Regions from separate parts of the Mus musculus genome. Here region 2 is linked to region 1. A link is a contact called in public Hi-C data. All regions are on one chromosome and are shown on one strand. The core of a region is the stretch at or near the end of the contact, and the rest is flanking DNA. Distances in the headings are between cores, read along the strand shown.

Evidence for each region. Hi-C and Micro-C count contacts between places; a contact is called where the count stands out from the background.
Region 2: a Hi-C map of muscle stem cells shows a contact between it and region 1, with 2.2 times the contacts expected there. The contact joins two enhancer-like sites. A contact is called at or near these places in 1 of 39 promoter capture datasets (hippocampal neurons), 3 of 484 Hi-C or Micro-C datasets (muscle stem cells, myocytes and uterus) and 5 of 115 datasets of contacts at active chromatin or transcription factors (embryonic basal ganglia, embryonic forebrain, embryonic hindbrain and 2 more).

Annotation. Positions count from the first base shown.
Region 1 is chr7:36,480,839-36,487,441 of GRCm38.p6, forward strand. No RefSeq gene overlaps it. Among named protein-coding and RNA genes, the nearest start is that of Gm38992, 59 kb to the right of the region's middle. Within about 2 kb of position 3,898, at least 3 of the 459 cell types and tissues checked have an H3K27ac peak or open chromatin away from gene starts, as enhancers often do. A contact at or near this core is called in muscle stem cells, where this site is marked.
Region 2 is chr7:36,684,514-36,692,001 of GRCm38.p6, forward strand. All of the region lies in intron 1 of Gm36722 (zinc finger X-linked protein ZXDB-like), which reads right to left. Among named protein-coding and RNA genes, the nearest start is that of Tshz3, 9.9 kb to the right of the region's middle. Within about 2 kb of position 6,213, at least 17 of the 459 cell types and tissues checked have an H3K27ac peak or open chromatin away from gene starts, as enhancers often do. A contact at or near this core is called in muscle stem cells, where this site is marked.

The DNA.
Region 1 (6,603 bases), core at 2,648-5,147:
ACCTTCCTCGAGTCTTCTGGGGACGGAATCGAGGCGCTGATGAAACAGTGCAAACAAGTAGAGGCAGCTATTTTTAAATAAGCTGTTATTATTGACTAACAGAGGTTGCTGCGGGTGGGAGGACAAAGCCTTGCGGCTGAGAGTTGCTGCAAGAGACTTCAACCGGGAGCCGCTAATGAGAGCTAGAGAGGCACCCGCTTCGTCTTCTCGGAGAAAGAACCAGCATCAGCGGCGGATGTGCCTGGCCATGCCCTCTTCATTCCTGCCAGTCCCCACACATTTTACCATGTCACCGGAGAAGGTGAAGAGGTCACGGACACCGGGCTTTAAATGGCAGAGATGGTGGCTATTTGCTGATAATCAGGAACATTTTCTGCTAAATATGGATACTTGGTGTGATCACGGCTGTAAGCGTCCCTGCTTCCAAAGGATGCTCCAAGACATACAAACAGATCCCGATGCATGGGTGACCTCCAGAGTGACTGCAACACACACATACGTGCATACGTAGATGCACAAGTGCACACAGATACACACACACACACACACACACACACACAGAAACACACACACAGGTTTGCTCCTGATTATTCTGTGCCTCCAGAAGGGTAAAATGAGGCTGTGATATTGATCTTATCACCAGAATCTTATGGATGCAGAGGAGAGGATCAGGACTTGAAACTTCTTCAATACTCTGCTCTGAACAGCAGAGCCCACTGACCAGTACAGTGAGCCAAGAAGGTCTCCTCCCTAACCTGCTCCTTGTCTGTATAATACCAGTTGCGATCTAGAGGGCCCTAGTGTGGGGCTGTGCTGGGGAGGAGCCGAAGACACACATTACTTAAAAGCTAGTTGAGAAATGATTCATGACCCATTGTTTCTCCTGATTATTTTTAAACCAACAAATTCCACTGAATGTATTTATGTTGTTCATAAATGCCTAGGAATGATCTAGAAAGAGCCATGCCGACCCAAGAAGAATATGCCATACAGCCCTCACACAGAGTCAGGAACTGTTATGAACATACTCTGTATTTTAATAAGCCTGTGACATTCACAGCAGCCCTATGCGGCAGTTGACCATCTTTAGGATGGAGAAGGGAGTTAAAGTTCAGAGAGGTGAAGTCACTTGTTCAAGCTTACATAGCACGGAGACAAAATTCAAATTCAGCTCCAGGAGCCAGAGTTTACAGTCTGTGCCTACAGCCTCCTAACATTTGTTTTTCTGTCCTGAGGACCTAAGAGGGGCTAATGTCAGTGATCAAAGGGAACACTAGATCAATCGTTCATGTCTTCACTGTTAACTAGGAGCATAATCACTCACACCGTGTCATAAGTCAGGGTGCATCCATCCTGACCGCCGTGGCCTGCTGTCAGAGCCTGCGTTCAACTTGGTGATTCCATCAATTCGGCACCATCACACCACGTCAGCTGCTGTGGGAGGAGAGGAGAGCAAAGAGGCCTGGCATGTAAGTGCCATGTTCTCTCTGCACATCAGCCACACAGCACGCACTGTACCCACCTGTGAAGGAAAACCACCCCAGCACACGGAGGGTCTGGCTCAGCGTGTTTGATGCCATTCCCCTGTCACTCAGACACAGTCATTTAAATACTGTGGCAGACTGATCCTGCTGACTCAAAAGTGCTGATTGAAACTTCAGTGAGCTTAGTTGTCTTACAGTTTTGTTTGCATTTAACTTGCACATTCATGTGGCTAGCTTCTGGGGACTAATTCCAAGCTGGAGTGGCATGGAAGGTAGAGAAGACCTGGAGACTTGCCTGACCCCGTGCTTTCTCCATGGTGACATCAGGGCAAGCATCCCTAAAGGCAGCTGACCCCTGATCTTCTCCTTGCCCTCTTCCATGGTTGGTCTGTATGCCTCCCCTTGGGTCAGCTGTTGTCCCAGGTAGGACTTACTGTGGTTTCTCTTTGGGTCCATCCCTCCTCTAGTGTCCAGCCTTCATTGGTATCATAAAAATACATCTTATTAAGGCAATTGGAAAGTTCGCTTGTGGTGGATTCAGTGCTGTGTTGATGCTGGTGTGTAGTGTGAAAGGGTCTGATACACAAATTGAACTCAGTGGGTTTAATAAACAGAATATAAAGTTGTGTGGGGAGGGGGAAGAGGAATGTAGAAGGCAGGGCCCGGGGAGGCATGGGGATGAATATGATCTATACACCTTGTGTGAGTGTATGAATTCCTCAAAGATTAATGAGAAGATTCATTTTAAGGAGTCTTGAGGAGACAGACAAAGACAATCTCAAGATGGAATTTCAGTCACTCCAGGACAGGAGGAACAGGACGCATTTGTAACCATGTATCAACTTCACCTTTGGGGACATGATGTGTTGGAGGCCTTAGCTGGCACCCCTGTCCTGAGATGGACCATTTCCAAGGAAAGGACATTATGGGAGAGGTAGGCACAAGAAGGAAAGGGAGCTGTGGGGGTCTGGATGCCAAGGACCTCTCTGTGGCATGGCTCCTGTACCCGAGGTCCCTTCTTGCTTGGGAGGAAAGCTCAAGGATGTGGCTATGGCCTCTGCACTCCCCCTTGTTTCCTCTTGGCAGCTGCTTTCTCAGTAATAAAACAAAGACTTTAAAAAACGTGTATGTAGGGTCTTCTCGAGAATGAGAACCACAGGACCCAGGTTAACCGTCCTAACTTCCAAGAGGGACCTCATTTCCAGGGCTCTTTCCTCCTGACACTCAGAGGGCCCCTTAGGAGTGAAGGCACATCCCTGAGCTCACTAGCAGGAAGGAAGTCCTCCCTCACTGCCCTACTTCACTGCCAAGCCAACTGGGAGATATCTAGCTGTGTGGAGGGACCAATTTGCCTCACCGAAACTCCAAAGCCAGATCCCAGAGCTGGGGCCATAACGGGAATTTGTGACACTCGGTGGGGAACTTTAGATCCATAAACCATAGACAATATGTAGTTGCTCATCTGTGACAGACATAATAAGGATAATCGTCACTTAATAAGTAATCCAAGGCTAATTAAATGTTACTAATATCCGTTGCAAACATCTCTCTCTCTCTTTTTTTCCTCTCACAGTTCAGAGCATCCTCCTGTACTAAGGGCTGTAGGAGAAGCACATGTACACAGAAAAAGTGAGAAAAACAGAAGGAAAAAAAAGGCCTATCTCCCGGAGATGGGACACATGAATGACTTTCTTCTTGGAAGACTCTTCAGTGACTATAGAGACAGCTGGGATTCAGAGCCTGAGGAGCAGGCACACTAAATGGTCTACCTGTCGACCTCTGCAGGTTTCTGGTCAATGCAGTAAAGTACTAGCCCCGAGGGCCTGCCTATATACAGGGGCCATGTCTGATTGGCTCACCTATCTGTGTAGGGCACCAAGCCAGAGTTCAGCACAATCCTATTCCTCTATGCCAGGGGACTTGACTCTGACACAGGGACTCTCTCTGGGGTGAGGTGATGTCATCACGGCTGTCCAAGCTCTGAGCTAATTTCCCAGCTGCTGAAAAGGTTGGCTGCTCAGAGTGGGCGACTGAATTTTTCTCAGAAATGGATCAAAGCTACTTTCTGAAGCTCATGTCCTTCTCCTCCGGGGACAGCCCTCTGTCTGTGACCTGGTAGAGCAGATGGAAAAACGCAGGACCGCTCCTGAGGTCTGTCCCTGGTCTTCATCTGTCTAGGTTTCTATAACACAAACACCTTAGGCTGATGAACTGGCAAACAACAGAAGTTTATTTCCCAAGGTTCCAGAGATTGGGAATAGTCCATGCTGGAGGCTGGGGCAGATTTCATGTGCATTTAAGAGTGTTCTTTCTGACCCGTCCATGGCCATCTTCCTGCTATGTTTTCATGTGCTCGATGGTTGAGGGAGCCCTCTGGGATCTCCTTGTTAGCAGCTTCAGTTTCACTTATGAGCTAGCTCTCCATCATCATGAGATAGTCACCTCTCTAACCACCCAGATTTTTACCATGTCACAATGACAGAGGGGTGGGCAGAGGCAGGAGCACGGTCCACAGCGTATCCAGATCTCCACACAACATCAGCTGAGGCCTCAGCCATGACTACATCCCAGTTCAGCCCTTCCTCTGTTCTTTGCCCCTCCCTTCGTTTTGCTGTAACTCCAAGGGCTCTCTTTTCCAAAGGACACTTGTCTGCAAAGCTGGAGCACACGGTGTGTGTTCCTAAGCGTCTTTATTTCGGGTGTTCAGAGGGAGCACCTGAGGGGTAAGAAGGAGTGTTCACACCCAGGAGTGTTCACACCCAGCCTTCTACCCCTTGTTGCTGCTATCAGGGATTCTAGAAGCAGATCCTTCCCGGGAGACTTGTGGAACATGGTGTAAAAGCGTGCTCTGGGTGCAAGTCTGCTAAGAGCTGCAGAACAGGGCTAGAGGGAAGCCAGCAGGACATGGTCTGCATGCCTCATAGATTCAGAGCAACCAAGAGGATCTTAGGATCATGGGGTACAGCCTAGGAAAAATTTCTGACCTTTTAGACAAGTCATTGCCTGGCTATGCACTCACTATCTCATAAGAGAGAATGGGACATAGTAAGCCAGACTGCAGCTATCGTTAATAGAGGTACTCTGTTTTGCTCTAGATGTGACTCATAACTGTACCCATAAGCTATCCCCACACTCACTGCATCTTGGAGACAGAGGCATGGATGCTAGAGAGCGTCTGAGTGGGGATCAACAGTATTTTCTGCACTGCTGCCTATGAGGCCAGAGAAAAACCTCATCTCTATGAGCTATGCCCACTCTGGTTCTGGGGACTCAGTTCTAGAGGACCCTGCCTTGAGTACTGGATACATCTTTGGTGGTTGTTCTAGTTATTTTTATTTCAATTGCAATGATAAACTTTATAGCCAAAAGCATCATGGGGAAGAAAATGTTTATTAGGCTTGGAGGTTATTGTCCATCATCTGTCACTGAGAGAAACTGAGGCAGGAACTGAAGCAGATCATGGATGACTTCTGCTTCCTGGCTCGTGCCCTCTATCTTGCTCAAACACCTTCTGTATAAAGCCCAGTCCCATCTGCATGGGGTGCTGCTGCCCACGGTGGCATGGACCTTTTCCACATCAGTTGACAAGAGACATTGCCTCACCCACAAGTCCACAGCCCAGTCAATTCCTCAACTCATGTTTCCTCCTCCCAGGTGTGTCACGTTGACAATGGACACTATAAAAGTCTCGAAATCACAGACCACTTTGAATAGGGATAATAGTGACATCATTTGTTATGTCATTATACGGCGTGTTTCCTCTCCACACTCTCTTCTTTCTAACCACATTGAAGTAAGAAGAATGGCATTACCATGCCAGTTCACAGATGGGAAACACTGAGCTGAGCTGGGCTCACACATAATAGAGCAGCAGTTCAGAGTCCCGGAGGCAAGGTAAAGGCTCCTGGAGTACACATAACAGAACTGTCCTCATCGTGTGTATGCAGGGTGAAGCTTGTGAGATGATGTATAGAGTCTCTGCTCTCATCCATCCTGTCTTGAGCTTGGGACAGCCCATCCCAGCATCCTTAGAGATCCAATACCCACATGGGTTGGGCACTCTCTGCCGGCCTATCGCATCCTGAGCTGTATCCAACTGTATCCTCTCTTCCTTCTTATTTCTGTGCCTCAAATATCAGCTCATGTTGGTTTTTGAATTATCATTATGGCTTTAGTACCTGGTACCTCTCCCTGCCTTCTGTCTCTTTTCAGAGCTCCAGTTCTTGGAAGGATGTTGGCTCAGCTTATACTAAATCCTAACCACAGAAGAGGTTGTAGATTGCTGTACTTGAAGGTTATTCTGATGACAGTACTGTGGGCAGGACATAAATGCAAAATGGTGGCTTTCCCTTTATACACTTGTGCGTAGGGCAGGCTCCACACAACCAAGTATTAGAGCTTAGGAGTCCAGAGGAAGATAGATTAAGTTTCCGTCCTGTCCATGATTCCGAGACTCAAACTATTCCCTCAGAAATAAGCAGAGAAGACAGAAACTGACCGTCTGCATGGTAATCCATTAGTGGAAATGCTTCCCATGGCCCCTTCTTTCCATATCAGCCAACCAACTGCACATCTTCTATAGTACATGCTTGACACAGCTTCCATGAACACTCAGATTTCTATGGATTGCAGTGAAGGATATGGTGTATGCATGTCATCTGCCATTGTGGGGAGTGAGCTTTAGAGATGGAGAAGGAGAAGGAAGGTGGGGCTTAAAGGGCACCAGGTGTGATGTCAGAAGACGTGCTCTGTGATGTTGACATTGGAGTGAGGGTCCATCTATGCTGCTGCTCCTTGTCTGAAATCTGGGCACAGTGATGCTATGGGACTCCCATGAAGTTCTGGAAATGGGTTAAGAGCATGCTTGTGAACACTGACCATGCTTGTAGATGCATTATGCATATGTGTAAATGTGCATTATGTATAGATGCATGCACTCATGTGAATATGTATGCATGTGTTGATATGCACCACATGTGTGAATGTGTGTGGATATGCATTTGTGAATGTGTACATGGATGACTGCTTGAATTTGTGTGGATGTAGGTATGCATGCATGCATATGAAGGTATGTTGTACCTGTGTGTGATACACATGTGCATATATGTGTGTGCTGATG
Region 2 (7,488 bases), core at 4,963-7,462, 210 kb after region 1:
CTACCTGAAAGTATGAGATGAAATAATAAGCCCCGCCCCTCTGCCACATGCAAAAATACATACATATAAATAAATAAATAAATAAATAAATAAAAAGCAAAAGAAAAAAGAACCGTTCTTGAAATGATACAAAGCATGTATCCAACAGAAGACAAGAAGAGGATGTGAAAAGGCTCGGGAAGCCAAATGATCGAAAATAGAAACAGGTGGTGTCAAACTCATTACAAAGCACGGAGAGAAATGTATACATCAAGAGATGGCAGCTCTAACCACCAGATTCAGAAGTACTGAGAAGGAGAAGAACCACAGCTAAAAATGCCTCCTTGCTGACAAGGATGAAGAGTGAGGGGACACAGCAAACCTTCTTGTGAGAGCGGAAATAGATGTAGCCATTTTAGCATGGCTATGTCAGACACTTGCACACTCTGCAACCCAGCCACCCCACTGCTGCAAATGCACATCGGAATGTGTGCATTCTCACAGAGGATTGCACTCCCATTTCATGTTCAGAGACGGGATCTGTGTAGTATGCAGCCTAGGCCACTCAAAATCACCTTACTACAGAATTCTGACATTACAACCACAGGATGTCTAGCTGTCGTTTTGTTTGTTTGTTTGTTTATTTTGTTCTTTATTTTTAAATCATAACCCCCTGGAAAAGAAAAAAGTAGAAATAAACACAAATGCCTACTGAACTTTAATGTATCCCTGGTACAAAAATTTGAAAACAAACCAGCTATTTATGACCACACCGTTGAGTCTCATGGACACTATAAAGTAAAGGACACAATACAAACTGGCATTCAGTGTCATCCCACTTACACCTAAGTGGGCAGTAACAAGGAGAAGCACAGTGGTGGCAGGGCCCTCCAGGAAGCGGGGACTAGAATTAGGAGTTGGTGGGGATTTTCAGTGCTGGCTGCAGCAAGTGCTCACTGGTGTTCAAAACCTCTTCCCCACAGGGCTGAGGCGCAGCCTCACTATGTAGGTCAAGCTGGCTTCAATTTTGAAATCCTCCTCTCTCACCTGTTTGAGTATTGTGATTACTAGCTGAGAACTGAAACATTTATTTATTTATTTATTTATCTATCTATCTATCTATCTTAATCATATTTAAACATGCTCTAAACAGTCCCACCTTTCTTTATCTTACACCATATATATATGTATGTGCATATGAATGTGTAAGAGTATATGTGTGAATGTGTACGTATAAGTATATATAGTCACTATGCGTGTCAGGTTCTTTTTGGACTCACAATCCTCCTGCCTCAGCTTCTCCAGTGCTGGGAGAAGGTTTTAAACTTTTTTTCTTTGCTCCTCTGTGTTTGTGAAGTGTCTCACACACGGTTACAGGAAGCCAGCAATGAGCCAGAGGAAGCGTAGAAAAACACCTAGCAGGGAAGGATGTGCAAGAAGCCATTCTAGGCACTGAGTCCTCGGGCAATACTTTCCAGGAGAAAGAGAGCACCACCGTGGCTCTCCAAGCCTGGTTTCTCCTATCCCTTGCTGTTCCTGCATCCAGAGACCTTTTAAAGGTATATGCTTTTAAGCAAAGTATCAATTCTGTCTCTTGCACTTAATGAATGTTAATCTTACAGAGTGCTCTTCATGATTTAGTACATAGCTTGGAGCAGATTTATTCTTATACAAGTCTACAAAGACTTAAGGTGAGTGCCAGGATCCAAGAGCTTCTCTTTGCCTAGCGAGTTCTCAGCTAAACCCTCAGAGAGAAGAGATTCGGGGAACCACACCCATTGCCTCTTGGACAATAAACACATTCTGCAGGGGCTGAGCATCAGCTTCATGCAGTTTCCATGCAGCAAAGTCCCTTCGTGTTCTCATCAGAACTGACTAGCTTACTTTTTATTTTAAATGTAAGTCAAATACATCCATTTGCAAGAATGCATTGGCTTGGACAGGTGAAAGTGAAGTGGCCATCAGAAGCTGAGAAGCTGAGACCATGAACCAGGGAACAGCAAGCACGGCTGAAACGCCAGCACTCAGGCCAGAGATGCTCTTGGGGCGGGAGAGCATCTCCAGGTCTACAGGGTGTGTCTGACCCGAAACAGATCACTGTTAGAGGTAGCAATGATTGTGCCTCAACACAACTGTAAACTTACTTAAAACATTATGAGGTTTGTTCTCAATCTATTTTCCTTTGCTTTGTGGAATCTGACCATGTGGTTCTCTGGCATGAACTTTGTAGATGACAACGTGTGCCACAGTATCAAAAGGTTGGACACACCTGGCAGGCTCTAGGCTACTTTGGCCTACATAGTGAGGCCTTGTTTGGACACTGTCTGAATCTTTTGTAAAAGTCAGGAACATGTATAATAAATGGAGGGCATCAAATGTTTAGGGAAATTCATTACTCAAATAAATCTTGTCTGTATTTTCCTATAAAGAAGTTGTGTAGTAAGACTGACAGAGTTCATGTATCCATGTAAACCCAATTCCCTGAATACAAGTTATATGAATATAAATGTATGCAAATGCAAAAATATACAGTACATGTGAATACAAATGTACATGAACATACATGTGCAAAAGATAATCAAATAAATACAAATATAAACATATACCCACATACATAGACAGATTTCAGGGTAAAACATGGGTCTATATTATGTGTGTATGCACAATTTGGATCAGTGGAGAACTGGTGAGGTGGCTCGGTGAGTTAGGGGTGCTTGCTGCCAAACCTGATGACCTGAGTTCAATCCTAGAGACCCCTAATAGAGAGAGACAAGTAACTCATACAAGTTGCCCTGTGACCTCCACGTACACACACACACACACACACACACACACACACACACACACAGAAAGAGAGAGAGTGCGCGAGAGAGAAAGAGAGAGAGATTAAATAAACAAACAAATGCAATAATTTTTAAAATTTCATGTGTATGGATGTTTTGCCTACATGTGTGTTTGTGCACCATTACAACAACTGCTGCCCAAGAAGGCCAGACAGGTCACTCAGTTTCCTCGAACTGGAGTTAAAGATGGTTGTGAGCTGCCATGTGAGTGCTGTGAAATAAACCCAAGCTCTTTGGAAGAACAGCCAGTGCTCTTAACCATTGAGCCATCTCTCCAGACTCTGTGTGTGTGTGTGTGTGTGTGTGTGTGTGTGTGTGTGTGTGTGTATCAGAGGCAGGGATGTCACTGTCTAACATTTATCTGTGACTCAGCTGTAGAGCACCTGCCTCACCTGTTCACGGCCCTCTGTTCATGCTCAGCAACCATCACCCCTCAAAAAAAAAAAAAAAAAAAAAAAAAAAAAAAAAAAAACAGAGAGAAAGAAACTGAAAAGAGAAGAGTTGAGGATTTGGGTGGAATTCACCTATAGCTGAATAATTAAGGAACAGCTGCATCCTCAGAACAAAGTGACCTTTTCATCAAGTTACAAAACATTAAAGGTTAAAGAATGTTTGAAAGGAAGTTAATACTTTTAAAAACACTGGAAAAATTGAAATCTGCTCCAAGGCCTGACCAAAACTGAGAGGAAAGTGCCAGGTGGTCCTTGGGAGCCTCAGCCAGTTTAGCTTTAGCTCAGAACCATGAATGAAGCTGCCTCCTCCTCTTCCTCTTCCTCCTCCTCCTCCTCCAGAGCCGGGAAGCAGGGCTTGTAACCCATGATCTCACTGCACCTGAGCTCAGGAGAGGAACCCCCTTAGCAGGCTGCTCCTAATTGCAGTCTTGGAGCCATACTCCTCTCTCACGAGGAGAGCAAATCAATGGGAGTGTCAAATTCTCCCAGCTTCTATTTTCCATCTGACCTGGATGGTGCAAATTCCACTTGCCGCTAACAGGGAAAATAGAAATATCATCGCAGCGCAGCACTTCCTCTAATGAGTGTGTAGAAAGGTCTGAGGGAACCTCCTTATCAGCCCCTGCAAATGCCCCGCTCTTCCCCCAACTCCCTCTTTCTTCCCTTGCCCTGCCCCACACCTGCTCACTCTTGCTTGTATCCTTTGTCTGTCTTCGAGGTCTGACCCTGTGACTATCATTCTCATGCTGGCTTTAGGGGCACCACCATGGGATGGTTGACTAGTGTGTACCAGGCTCTGCAACAAGGCAACAGCATGCTTGCAGAGAGGGCAGCCCCAGAGAAGCAGCAGCTAGATGCCTCTCTCACATCCTAGACTGAGCTCACCAGAAGTTTGGGGATGGCTCCCATTTTGATTAGGAAGTTTTCTCCTTAGGTCCCAGGTGCTTCAGTTACTGGGTGAGTTGTGGGCCAAGTATCCAACCTCCATTACTAATACCAAAGCTTGCACTCACATGCCAGGAACAGGTGTGATGTGTATGTGTGAAGAGTAGGCCTTCTGTGTGCATGATGTCTTCCTAAGAGGAACTGAATGGCTCGTTCAGAGGACGTGAGGCTCTGGACTGGGGGCTACAGAGTCACCCTCTGTGTTCCTACCTGTCCACGTAGCTGTTTGCATTTATGGAAAGGATCACGTGACAAACTTCAATGCTGGAGGGTGATCAGGACCCACTGAGGGGGGCTCGTCTTTCCTGGCCCAGAGATGAGGCCTGAGAATAACCAAGGAAGGACTTCCTGAGACACAGTCAAAAATGACCCAGCCTGCCAAGTATAGGCACATCTCTTCCCAGGCCCTTCCTTGTGGGAATTCTGACCAAGCATGCAAGCTAGCAGTAAGAGAAAATGTCCTTTTATATCTGGACCAAACTTGGCTACCAGCTGTGTTACATTATGCATCCCCCCACTGGGCCGAAGATCAAAATCTCCTCTCTTTGGCTAACACCCCTTAAGACCCTGAATGACAGAAACAGCCCATGCATTAGTCACCTCGTGTTGGACATGCAGATAAAACCTGCTAAGTGATCCAAAATCAAAATCAACTCTCTCCCATATTTGTATCGGCAACTAATATTTTTCCTTGGGTTAGCCTACAGCTCAGGTTAGCCCCACATTCTGAATCCTCCTACCTTAGATTTCAGAGTGCTGGGATTGTAAACTGTAAGACAGCAAGCCGAGACTATTGCTTGGTGTCCTTACAGTTCTCGAGCCAGCCTGGAGCCAGGCTCTGCTAGGCTCTGACCCTCCCAGAGAGCCTCCTTGGTTGGTGGCCAGGAAGGACAGCTGTAGTTAACTGACTTCTGCTTAGCATGTCGAGGGGAGAAATGCTTAAGGGGACTCATGCCACTTCTTAAAGACCCTTGTGGCCTGGAGAAAGAGCTGGGAATTAAGCGTTGTCTAGGGCAACTAGGCCCATCTCTAAGCCTTGTGATGGGAGAGGGGTGAGAGTGCTTATCATTCCATAGCAGACTACAGAAACAGTACTACCCTTCAGGCTAAGGCTGGCACACAGTAGGAAGGCACTGCAGAGAGACCCCCATACATTCGTATGAACTGAGTCAGGTCTCCCACGCGGGAGCCAGACCAGAAGATGGGCTCGCTAGGTTCCTGAGAAGACCAAGAGTCCCTGGCCACCAGTGGTACCCCTATTTAAAAGCTAGTTCCCTTTATATCCTCTGGCATATCCCATGTAGGGTTTCCATTTACTGACTAGTAATTTATAAGTTCCCATTTGTACATACTCAGAGTGCTGCCTTGAGCCTGGGTGCTTTCTCCCTTAATATCCCTGACCAGATGAGTTCTGCCTGCTGAGGCTCCTACCAAGATCTAGGCAGAGCCTGTGTCTCCACTCCCAGGAGCAAAGCCACAGTTGGTGTCCTGTGAAATCTCAGGCCTGATGAAAGTTGAGAGTCTAACATAGCTCTAAACTAGGTTACCTTCCCTACCTGTTGGTATGGAATCTTTCCCCTCATGGCAGCTTAGATCTATCTGCTCCAGAATTTTAGTATTGGGAAGACTGCTGTGGTCAGAGGGCCAACACAGCAACCATATTATTAGAAAGGGTCTAGGGCTCCCCTAAATTGCTGAGTCTCTATCTGATTCTGCAATCCTGCTGATTTAAGTGCAAGAGAGATAGAGGCTCTAAGACATTCCTAATCCACTTGGCCAACCCTAATGCCTTCCAGTGCCCAAGAGCACCTGTAGAGTGTTACCTCCCTTCCCCCCAAACTCTCCCACCCTCCTCTCCCAGAAGGGCCACGCTTTGTCCCGCCTCTGGGGGGCGCTAAAGGAGAGGTGGCAAGGCCAGTTTCTGCTCCTGCTCAAAGGGGGAGCCCCAGGGACTTCACCACACTCCCACCCCCCGCGTGCCTAATTTGAATATTTCATTGGCTGCCGCCAGTCTGGTCAATTTATCATGCAAATGCGGGTGCCCTCCGCGCCAGAGAGGAGCCACCGCCCGCGCTGGAGAGCGGCGCCCGATTGGTGGCGCAGACAGCGGCATTTGTAATGTTTTTCTTTGGGCATTAGAGTCATTTACCAATGCCATCGCGGGAACTCTAGGCAGTGCATCACAAGCCACTTAAAGGGTTTTATTGGCAGCTTTGAAACTTCTTAACATGTTCTTTTGTTTTAAACCAGGTGTCGACCAGAGGCTGACCTTTTTCTCACCCTCTCCCCTCCACCCCAAAAGCCAGGAACCTCGCAAACTGCTTAGTTCCCTCAGAAATAGTGCATAGGGTGGTGCACTTGGGAAGAAAACAAAACAAAACTCATAGATTCAAAAGGAATGCCCTGAGAATTTTTATGACGGTCAAGGAATGACTCTTCGAAAGAGAGAACAGAGCAGAAAAACAGAAAGGGAAAAAGAAGGAAGAACGCTCAAGAGACAGAAGGCAAACAACAGCTAAGACAAAATTTAGTAAGAGCGTCTGTGCAGGGTGTTCGTAGATCTTTAGTTCTTCTAGGTAGAAGAGCCCTGGGGCCAGATACCACTTGCATACGCGCCGCCTCATACCCCATGACCTTCTAGCACCCAAAGGTCCAAATACAAGTGATATTTACTAAGTTTCAAAACAGATACAAGAGAAAAGAATAAAGCTCCTTGCCCCTCTTTACCTGCCCCCATTCAGTGCTGCGTTTGGTCTTCCCTGTTTGGGAAGTGGGAACAGTCACAACACCATCTTGAGTTAGACAGAAGAGAGGAGCGATGTAGGAAGAGAGAAAGGGGAATGAGATTTATCGTGGTCTGGGAACTCCCCTATCCAGTTATTGAGGTCATCTTGTTAGGAAGGTGGGCTCTATTTGGTCCTCAATGACGCAGTGTTTTGACTGATGGGACCTTGTCCCCCCTTTATTCGAAGAGCGGAAGAACTAAAGAGCCGAGTTCACACCAGCACCGGGTCACTAACATCCGCGAGCTCCCGCCACCGCGCGGGAGCAGGTGGGCATCTCCCACATCCCCATCAGCAAAGAAGTAGCCATTCCTGGCCAGGGGCGAGTCTCACTCTTGGCCAAGGGTGAGTCTCTACGTGGCCAGCATCAGCTATCTTGAATATAGGTTTTGTTTGGTTTTTAAATGTCCAAATGGTTTCTATAAATATATTTCACTCAGTGGAGTTGGAGCGAGAGCATGCAATGATGTAGGGGGGATTTGGAGA